2 separate regions of the Salmo salar genome follow, and region 2 is linked to region 1. The links are chromatin contacts, called in public Hi-C maps. All regions are on one chromosome and are shown on one strand. The core of a region is the stretch at or near the end of the contact, and the rest is flanking DNA. Distances in the headings are between cores, read along the strand shown.

Region 1 (4,414 bases), core at 1,687-4,186:
CTCCCCATATGTACTGTTTTCCCATATGTACTGTTTCCCCATATGTACTGTTTGCTTCTGCGCACATCTGCTTCCGTTTGCTTACAGGACTTTCTGTCCTCCTCCTTGGGTATTTACAGCTGAGCTTATGTGGTGCAACAGTAATGTACTTCTAATGATAAGTCAATTAAATATGTTACAGGTGTCTGAGAACAATCTTGTGTAATTTATCATAGGCTACAGTAGGGGAGAGTGGGGTATATGAAGCAATTTTATACATTTAGCATCACTCTGTCAAGTGAAATATAGTATTTTTTCCCCAAAAAATGATCCTTATGTAGTCTCAGGCTGTGTAGAAAAGAAATTGGGTACTGTTAAATCGGTGAAGCTAGCTCAAGGTGGATTTGTGATGATTTTCTGTGTTTCTTCTGTCCAGAGAGAGCGGGTGCTTCATGTCATGTGTTTAGGGACAATACCTGTGACTTGCTTTGTTCTCTGGAGCAGGGCACCTTTGAAAGAAGTGATTACTGGATCTACGGTGTCCACAGATCAATGTATAAGCAAAAATGTGGGTTGAAACCAGTACCAAAACCACGCAGGTCCCCTAAACAGGGGACTTTACATCTACGAGGTTTTAAAATCACATTTGAAGAAGATAAATTGTAGAAATCGGCGGGGGTTATGACTTTGTGGCCGTGGTAACTAGTGACGACCCCCAAACTCCGGCCTGGGGGCTCATTTGCATACATTTCAAACAAAATATTTCCGAAAAGTCTGTGCACGTACAAAAATATTAAGATTTATAAACTTGGAGCATGCATTTTTACATTTTAGTCATTTAGCAGACGCTCTTATCCAGAGCGACTTACAGTAGTGAGTGCATACATTTCATAAAAAAATGTTTTCTTTTCGTATTGGTCCCCCGTGGGAAACGAACCCACAACCCTGGCGTTGCAAACACCATGCTCTACCAACTGAGCCATACATACCAATGTTTCCCATTATAAATCAGACCTGTCATAAAACGGTGGGCGCATGAACGAGGCAAAACTTGAAAAACATAAGTTAACGCTGAACAAAAATATAAACGCAACATGAAAAGTGTTGGTCTCATGTTTCATGAGCTGAAATAAAAGATCCCAGAAATCTTCCACATGCACAAAAAGCATAATTCTATCAAATGTTGTGCACAAATGTGTTTACATCCCTGTTAGTGAACATTTCTCCTTTGCCAAGATAATCCATCCACCTGACAGGTGTGGCATATCAAGAAGCTGATTAAACAGCACGATCATTACACAGGTGCACATCATGCTGGGGACAATAAAAGGCCACACTAAAATGTGCAGTTTTGTCACACAACATAACGCCACAGATGTCTCATGTTTTGAGGGAGCATGCAATTGACATGATGACTGCAGGAATGTCCACCAAAGCTGTTGCCAGAGAATTGAATGTTAATTTCTCCACCGTAAGCCACCTCCAATGTTGTTTTAGAGAATTTGGTAGTATGTCCAACTGGCCTCACAACCGCAGACCCTGTGTATGGCGTTGTGTGAGCGAGCGGTTTGCTGATATCAATGTTGTGAACAGGGTACCCCATGGTGGCGGTGGGGTTATGGTATGGGCAGGCACTGACAATTTGAATGTACAGTGACAAGGTCCTAAGGCCTATTCTCGTGCCATTCATCTGCCACCATCATCTCATGTTTCAGCATGATAATGCACGGCCCCATGTTACAGGATCTGTACACAATTCCTAGATGCTGAAAATGTCCCAGTTCTTCCATTGCCCGCACACTCACCCAACATGTCACCCCTTGAGCATGTTTTGAATGCTCTGGATCCAGTTCCCGCCAATATCCAGCATCTTCACACAGTCATTGAAGAGGAGTGGAACATAATTCCACAGGCCACAATGAACAGCCTGATCAACTCTATGCGAATGAGATGTGTTGCGCTGCATGAGGCAAATGGTGGCCACACCAGATACTGACTCATTTTCTGATCCACACCGCTACCTTTTTTAAGGTATCTGTGACCAGCAGATGCATATCTGTATTCCCAGTCATGTGAACTCCATAGATAATGGCATAATACTTTTTTTTAATTGACTGATTTCCCTATATGAACTGTAAAAAAAAATGAACTGTTGCATGTTGCGTTTATATTTTTGTTCAGTGTATTTACTAGGCTATTAGGTCCAATTAAATGAGAGATGCGCATGGTAATTTGTTGTATGGCTCCTTCGGGAATATGAACCCATCACCGCCAGAAAAGAGGAGGAATATATTCTGCAATGGTTATGAAAATAAAAGAGTACAAAGATTCCTATTTCTAATGATACGATTCCGATGTCTAATTATTTTAGATTCTAAAAATAAAACACAGATTTTCGCTCTTCTCATTAATGGCAAATGGTTGCATTCTTGTTGATATGTTTTCCCGTTTGTATTTTTATTTTATGAATAAGCTTTTCATCATATGCCCCATTTGCACAAAATACTTGCCAGCTTGCAATACAATTTTTCAAGCACTAGAAAATGTGCGTATGCATGGTCTAAAGTTTGCGGAGAGGTCAGCACATTCTCACGTCAAGTTACATTTTTATAAATGCCTGCTCTTGGGGTGTATTTTGTACATAAGCACGGTTGAACTCTGTGGCCATACTGACTAAAGAGAATGTGTTTTACTATTTTCATTATTTCCCTCCAAAGGAATTCTAAAGAATTCACATTTGTAAAAAGCATTGTCTTGTGAAGTTGTGAATCAGGAGTTATGAATCATAGCTAACGCTACAGGTGACCTACTGTGATGTGGTTGAAAACTATAGACCACTATGCCTCACCCATATATAAATATGTGAAGAATGTATTCTCCCCATTGTGTTTCTTCATCTCCTCCGCCTACCTAATTATAGACACGCTGGCTGTTCAATTGCATAGTCCATAATAGTTTTCTGCTTTCTCGACTTCAGAACAGACATTTTCCTCTAGGCCTTTCCGCCTGCCTCAGCCCTAGCGCGCCATAGGAGAGAACATCCGCCGAATAAGACCGGAGTTAGCTGGAATGCTTTGACGTCAGTAGCAGGCCAACCCAGGCCAGCGCTCAGAGCCGACCAGACGGAGGTGAATGCACGAATAGGCTAGCCTACTGCAGAGAGAGACGCACTCACGTCGAGCATCCCTGTTGCCTCGTCCTTTGCGGAGACATCGGGGCACGCAAAAACTACGCACCTGGCACAGTCAACACAGCAGGACGAGGGGGAAATATTGTGTAATAGCGTTAAGATTTTAACACATCAAGAAGGCTAGTATTATTGGTATAGAAAGAAGTGCATTGCTGTTTACAGTGGTGGGTCGCTTCACTAGTCTCAAGGATAACCCATTTTCCTAACTATGGTAAGTATTTATTTTTTATCTTTAAGCTAACTATATTCTCAGTCATAGCAATTTTTGAATTATCTCCTTTGGCTATAATGTTATTGTCAGACTGCGGTGCCAGATGTGAACGACAAGTCTATGTTTGTGCATTTCATCAGACGCGTAAGCTAGTCAGTAGATGTGTATTTTACGAACTCGGGACTGCGAACTCGGGACTGCGAATAGCCTACTGCTGGTATTAATGTCCATGGGGACATTAGAATTATCATAATTTGTACTTTGATAACTAGATATATGCGCTGGCAGCTTTGACATAAAATTATACCGACTCACTTATGATCCATCCTCTCCAATACCGCTGTCATACAAAACTTTCACAATGCTTTAAAATACATTAAAATATATGTTAATGTTAATGATATATATTTGTGTAACTGTTTGGTAAGGATATCTTAATTCATTAAAGGTCCAATGCGGCCGTTTTCATTGCAATATTATAACATTTATGGTTAACAGTTAAGTACCTTACTGTGATTCTTTTCAATTAAAATGATCGAAAAGACACAAAAATAGCTTCTTAGCCAAGAACAATTTCTCAAGCAAGAATTTTTCTAGCATTGTCTGGGAGTGGTCTGAGTGAGGAGGGGAAAACTGAAAACGATCTGTTATTGGCAGAGTGGCTTGGGACTCTCTTTCTTATTGGTCGATTAATTAGTTTACCGCCTGGTGATGTCACCGGGCTAGCCAATACTCCATCCCACCAAAACAGACATTTCACAATTTTCACAATTTCACAGTATTATTCCAACCTGTAGTGTGGAAATATATAGATTGTAACGACCCTGGGTTTATAAGCGTGGATATCGACTCTGCCGCTCGAGCATGCTTTTGGGGCACAGTCGATAGCGCGCTGGACTTCGGACTAGAAGGTCGAGGATTCGAGACCTGCTCCCTGCCGTTTCATTACAATATATATACGACACACAAAATCACGTTTTTGACTGCACTGGGCCATGAATGGGACATGATGATAATGATTGTAGTACAGGGGA
Region 2 (4,210 bases), core at 758-3,257, 47 kb after region 1:
CACCCAGCTGTCTGGGACAAAGGCCTGGATCTGTAAACAACATCATTCATTTCAGCCGCTGGAACCAGCCTACTGAGGGACAAGTTATACTGTAGATGTTTGTTGGTTGGTTTGTTCCAGTGATTATTAGGGCAAGGAGTATTTTCTTGATCATGTGTCCTGACCATACAAATATCTAGGCCCTAGTGATCATATAGTATGTGTGTGCATACTCACTTTACGAAGTTTGACAATGTGTTTATGTATCTATGGTGACTGTATGCATGGTGTTTGTGTTACAGATATTTGGTCACTGGGGGTGATCCTCTTCATGCTGGTGTGTGGACAGCCGCCTTTCCAGGAGACCAATGACAGTGAGACGCTCACCATGATCATGGACTGTCGCTACACCGTCCCCGACCATGTCTCCGCAGACTGTACGGAGTGAGTAGCATCACCCTCTCCTTTGAGCCTCCAGCTCTCACACACACCATGCATTAACCTAAACACAGTGCCACACAATGCCGTTTAAATATGTCATGTGGTTTTAGAATTCTCTCAGATGCACTAGAAATAGACTGTGGTTATGCAACAGCGATACATGCAGACACATAATAACCACGATGCCAGTTGTCAGCGCTCCGTGTGTTTCTGAATGCCTTGCCCTAACTTGCCTTACCCCAGTCAGCCCCAGCCAACCTTTATTTTGACAAGGAGTCAGTGCTGAGACCAAGGTCTGGTTTCCAGATGAGCCCTGCATAGCACCACAATACACATCAAAATACAATAAACACATTAAACTACACATTCATATACACAATAAAATACACGTTATTATACACAACAATACATGAAAAGCAAAACAATCATAAAAAACGGTGAAAAGGACCCCTGACAAAAGGCTGAAATGCCCTAGAGGCACCAGTTGTATTGTAGATCATTCCACAAGTAAGGTGCAAGAAAATGAAAGGTTGATTTACCTAACCCTCTAGACACCAGCGGGCTTGATCATTTGTCATTTTAAATCTTAACAGTGATGTTAGGTAAGTCAGACGTTTGTGGAGCATATTGATGTGATCTACTTGACTTCAAAGAGGTGGCTGAGATTTTATTAACCCCATGTCTCCTATCGCCCAAACTCTGAACTTCACGCCTGACTGAGAACCTCGTGCAAACAGCCTTCTGGACACACTCTACCCTGTGCTCTTTGGCTGTTTTTGTCAGAGGGCGCAAGCCAATCACTGAATAGGGAATACAATATTGAAAGTTGATTTAAGGTGGCCAGCCAACCAGTGGGTAGAATAAAGAGATGGCTGAAATGAAAGTATATCTCATGATTTCCAAAAATGATGACAGTTCTAGGAAACTGAGAGTTGCTGAGTGAGTTGGTTCAGATCCATGTTGTATTGGACTGCCACTTGTCTGTAATTTATTGCGTGGTTACGATCAATCCCTGGATACCTAGTCACTCCATTCTACATCTGACCCCAGATCTCACCTCACCTCTGGTATCTATTAAAGTTCAATCTGAACAAAACTGTCTTTGTGTTAAAAAGGGATGAATTAGCTAAGCCCCTTGGTACCAATGCTATTTGTGTTTGAGACTCAAGAACACCCCTGCAGCCACTGAACCGCAGTCCAGACCTTCCAGACCTTGTGGTTCTGAGTCAGATGATGGAACCTCAGACGTCTAACTGACTGGCGCAGGAACAGTTTTAAACATAAAACCTGGGTCATATGACCAAGGCCCTGATGAAAGCTATTTTCATGGGAAGATGATTCCTTGCAAAACAGAACAGTCCTGCGGGCACAATCAACAGAGCGAAAGCAGACCTCTCCCTACCCACCCACCCTCCATCTCTCTCTCCCCTGCAATCTCTCACTATCTCCCTCTCACTCCCCCTCTCTCTTTCCCTCTCTCTCCTGCTATCTCTCTCTCCCCTCTGTTGCTCTCTCTCTCCCCCTCTCTCTCTCTCCCTTTCCTGCTATCTCTCTCTTCCCTCTGTGGCTCTCTTTCTCCCGCTATCTCTCTCTCCCCTCTGTTGCTCTCTTTCTCCCGCTATCTCTCTCTCCCGTCTGTTGCTCTCTCTCGTGCTGTCCCTCTGCTGCTCTTTTTCTCTCTCCCTACCTACTCTTGCTTTACTTTACTGCATAGTAGTGTTGTGGGATGTGCATGGGTCAGTTAGGAGGACAGTGTGTAAATCATTCATTTGTATTAATATTTCAGTAGTTGTATGAATAGGATATACCAAACAACAAGAGCATTATTGGAGGTTCAAAGAAGTATGGGCACTTGCACAGTGTAAATGGACATAAGGGAAAATAGGGCATTATTAAAGGAGGATAGAACCTTTAGGCTGAATGGTGATCCTGGTCTTGCATGGTTAAACCACTTAAAGGCGTGTGCACACACACGCACACACACACACACACACACACACACACACACACACACACACACACACACACACACCACACAATTGTTTTTCTATCCTCATGGGGACCTAAAATTGATTTCCATTCAAAATTCTATTTTCCCTAACCCTAACCCTAACACCTAACCCTAACCCCTAACCCTAACCCCTAACCCTAACACCTAACCCTAACCCTAACCCCTAAACCTAACCCTAACCCCTAAACCTAACCCTAACACCTAACCCTAACCCTAACCCCTAAACCTAACCCTAACCCTAACACCTAACCCTAACCCTAACCCCTAAACCTAACCCTAACCCTAACACCTAACCCTAACCCCTAAACCTAACCCCTAACCCCTAACCCTAACCCCTAACCCTAAACCTAACCCTAACCCCTAACCCTAACCCTAACCCTAACCCCTAACCCCAACCCTAACCCTCAAAATTCTATTTTCCCTAAACCCCTAACCCCTAACCCTAACCCCTAACCCTAACCCCAACCCCAACCCTAACCCTAACCCCTAAACCTAACCCTAACCCCTAACCCTAACCCCTAACCCTAAACCTAACCCCTAACCCTAACCCCTAACCCTAACCCCTAACCCTAACCCCAACCCTAACCCCTAAACCTAAACCTAAACCTCTAACCCTAACCCTAACCTTAACCCTAACCCTAACCCTTAACCCCTAAACCTAACCCTAACCTAAAATTGATTTCCATTCAAAATTCTATTTTCCCTAACCCCTAAACCTAACCCTAACCCTAAACCTAACCCCTAAACCTAACCCTAACCCCTAACCCTAAACCTAACCCTAACCCCTAAACCTAACCCTAACCCTAACCCTAACCCCTAAACCCTAACCCCTAAACCTAACCCCTAAACCTAACCCCTAACCCCTAACCCTAACCTTAACCCTAACCCTAAACCCCTAAACCTAACCCTAACCTAAAATTGATTTCCATTCAAAATTCTATTTTCCCTAACCCCTAAACCTAACCCTAACCCTAAACCTAACCCTAACCCCTAAACCTAACCCTAACCCCTAACCCTAACACCTAACCCTAACCCCTAAACCTAACCCTAACCCCTAACCCCTAACCCTAACCCCTAAACCTAACCCCTAAACCTAACCCTAACCCTAACCCCTAAACCTAACCCTAACCCTAACCCCTAAACCTAAACCTAACCCCTAAACCTAACCCTAACCCCTAAACCTAACCCTAACCCCTAAACCTAACCCTAACCCCTAAACCTAACCCTAACCCTAAACCTAACACCTAACCCTAACCCCTAAACCTAACCCTAACCCCTAAACCTAACCCTAACCCTAACCCTTGCCCTAACACCTAAACCTAACCCCTAACCCTAAACCCTAACCCTAACCCCTAACCCTAACCCCAACCCTAACCCCTAAACCCTAACCCCTAAACCTAAACCTAACCCCTAAACCTCTAACCCTAACCCTAACCTTAACCCTAACCCTAACCCTTAACCCCTAAACCTAACCCTAACCTAAAATTGATTTCCATTCAAAATTCTATTTTCCCTAACCCCTAAACCTAACCCTAAACCTAACCCTAACACCTAACCCTAACCCCTAAACCTAACCCTAAACATAACCCTAACCCCTAACCCCTAAACCTAACCCTAACCCTAACACCTAACCCTAACCCCTAAACCTAACCCTAAACATAACCCTAACCCCTAACCCCTAACCCTAACCCCTAAACCTAACCCCTAAACCTAACCCTAACCCTAACCCCTAAACCTAACCCTAACCCCTAAACCTAACCCCTAAACCTAACCCTAAAC

Evidence for each region. Hi-C and Micro-C count contacts between places; a contact is called where the count stands out from the background.
Region 2: a Hi-C map of gill shows a contact between it and region 1, with 2.1 times the contacts expected there. The contact joins the enhancer-like site here to the promoter of LOC106573646 in region 1. A contact is called at or near these places in 2 of 3 Hi-C or Micro-C datasets (blood and gill).

What each region holds. Positions count from the first base shown.
Region 1 is chrssa16:35,340,641-35,345,054 of Ssal_v3.1, forward strand. LOC106573646 (SNF-related serine/threonine-protein kinase) reads left to right here and starts at 2,937. Exons shown (of 6, transcript XM_014148885.2): 1 at 2,937-3,380.
Region 2 is chrssa16:35,388,709-35,392,918 of Ssal_v3.1, forward strand. LOC106573646 (SNF-related serine/threonine-protein kinase) reads left to right here. Exons shown (of 6, transcript XM_014148885.2): 3 at 282-423. Among protein-coding and RNA genes, the nearest start is that of LOC106573645, 21 kb to the right of the region's middle. Within about 2 kb of position 2,008, at least 3 of the 13 cell types and tissues checked have an H3K27ac peak or open chromatin away from gene starts, as enhancers often do. A contact at or near this core is called in gill, where this site is marked.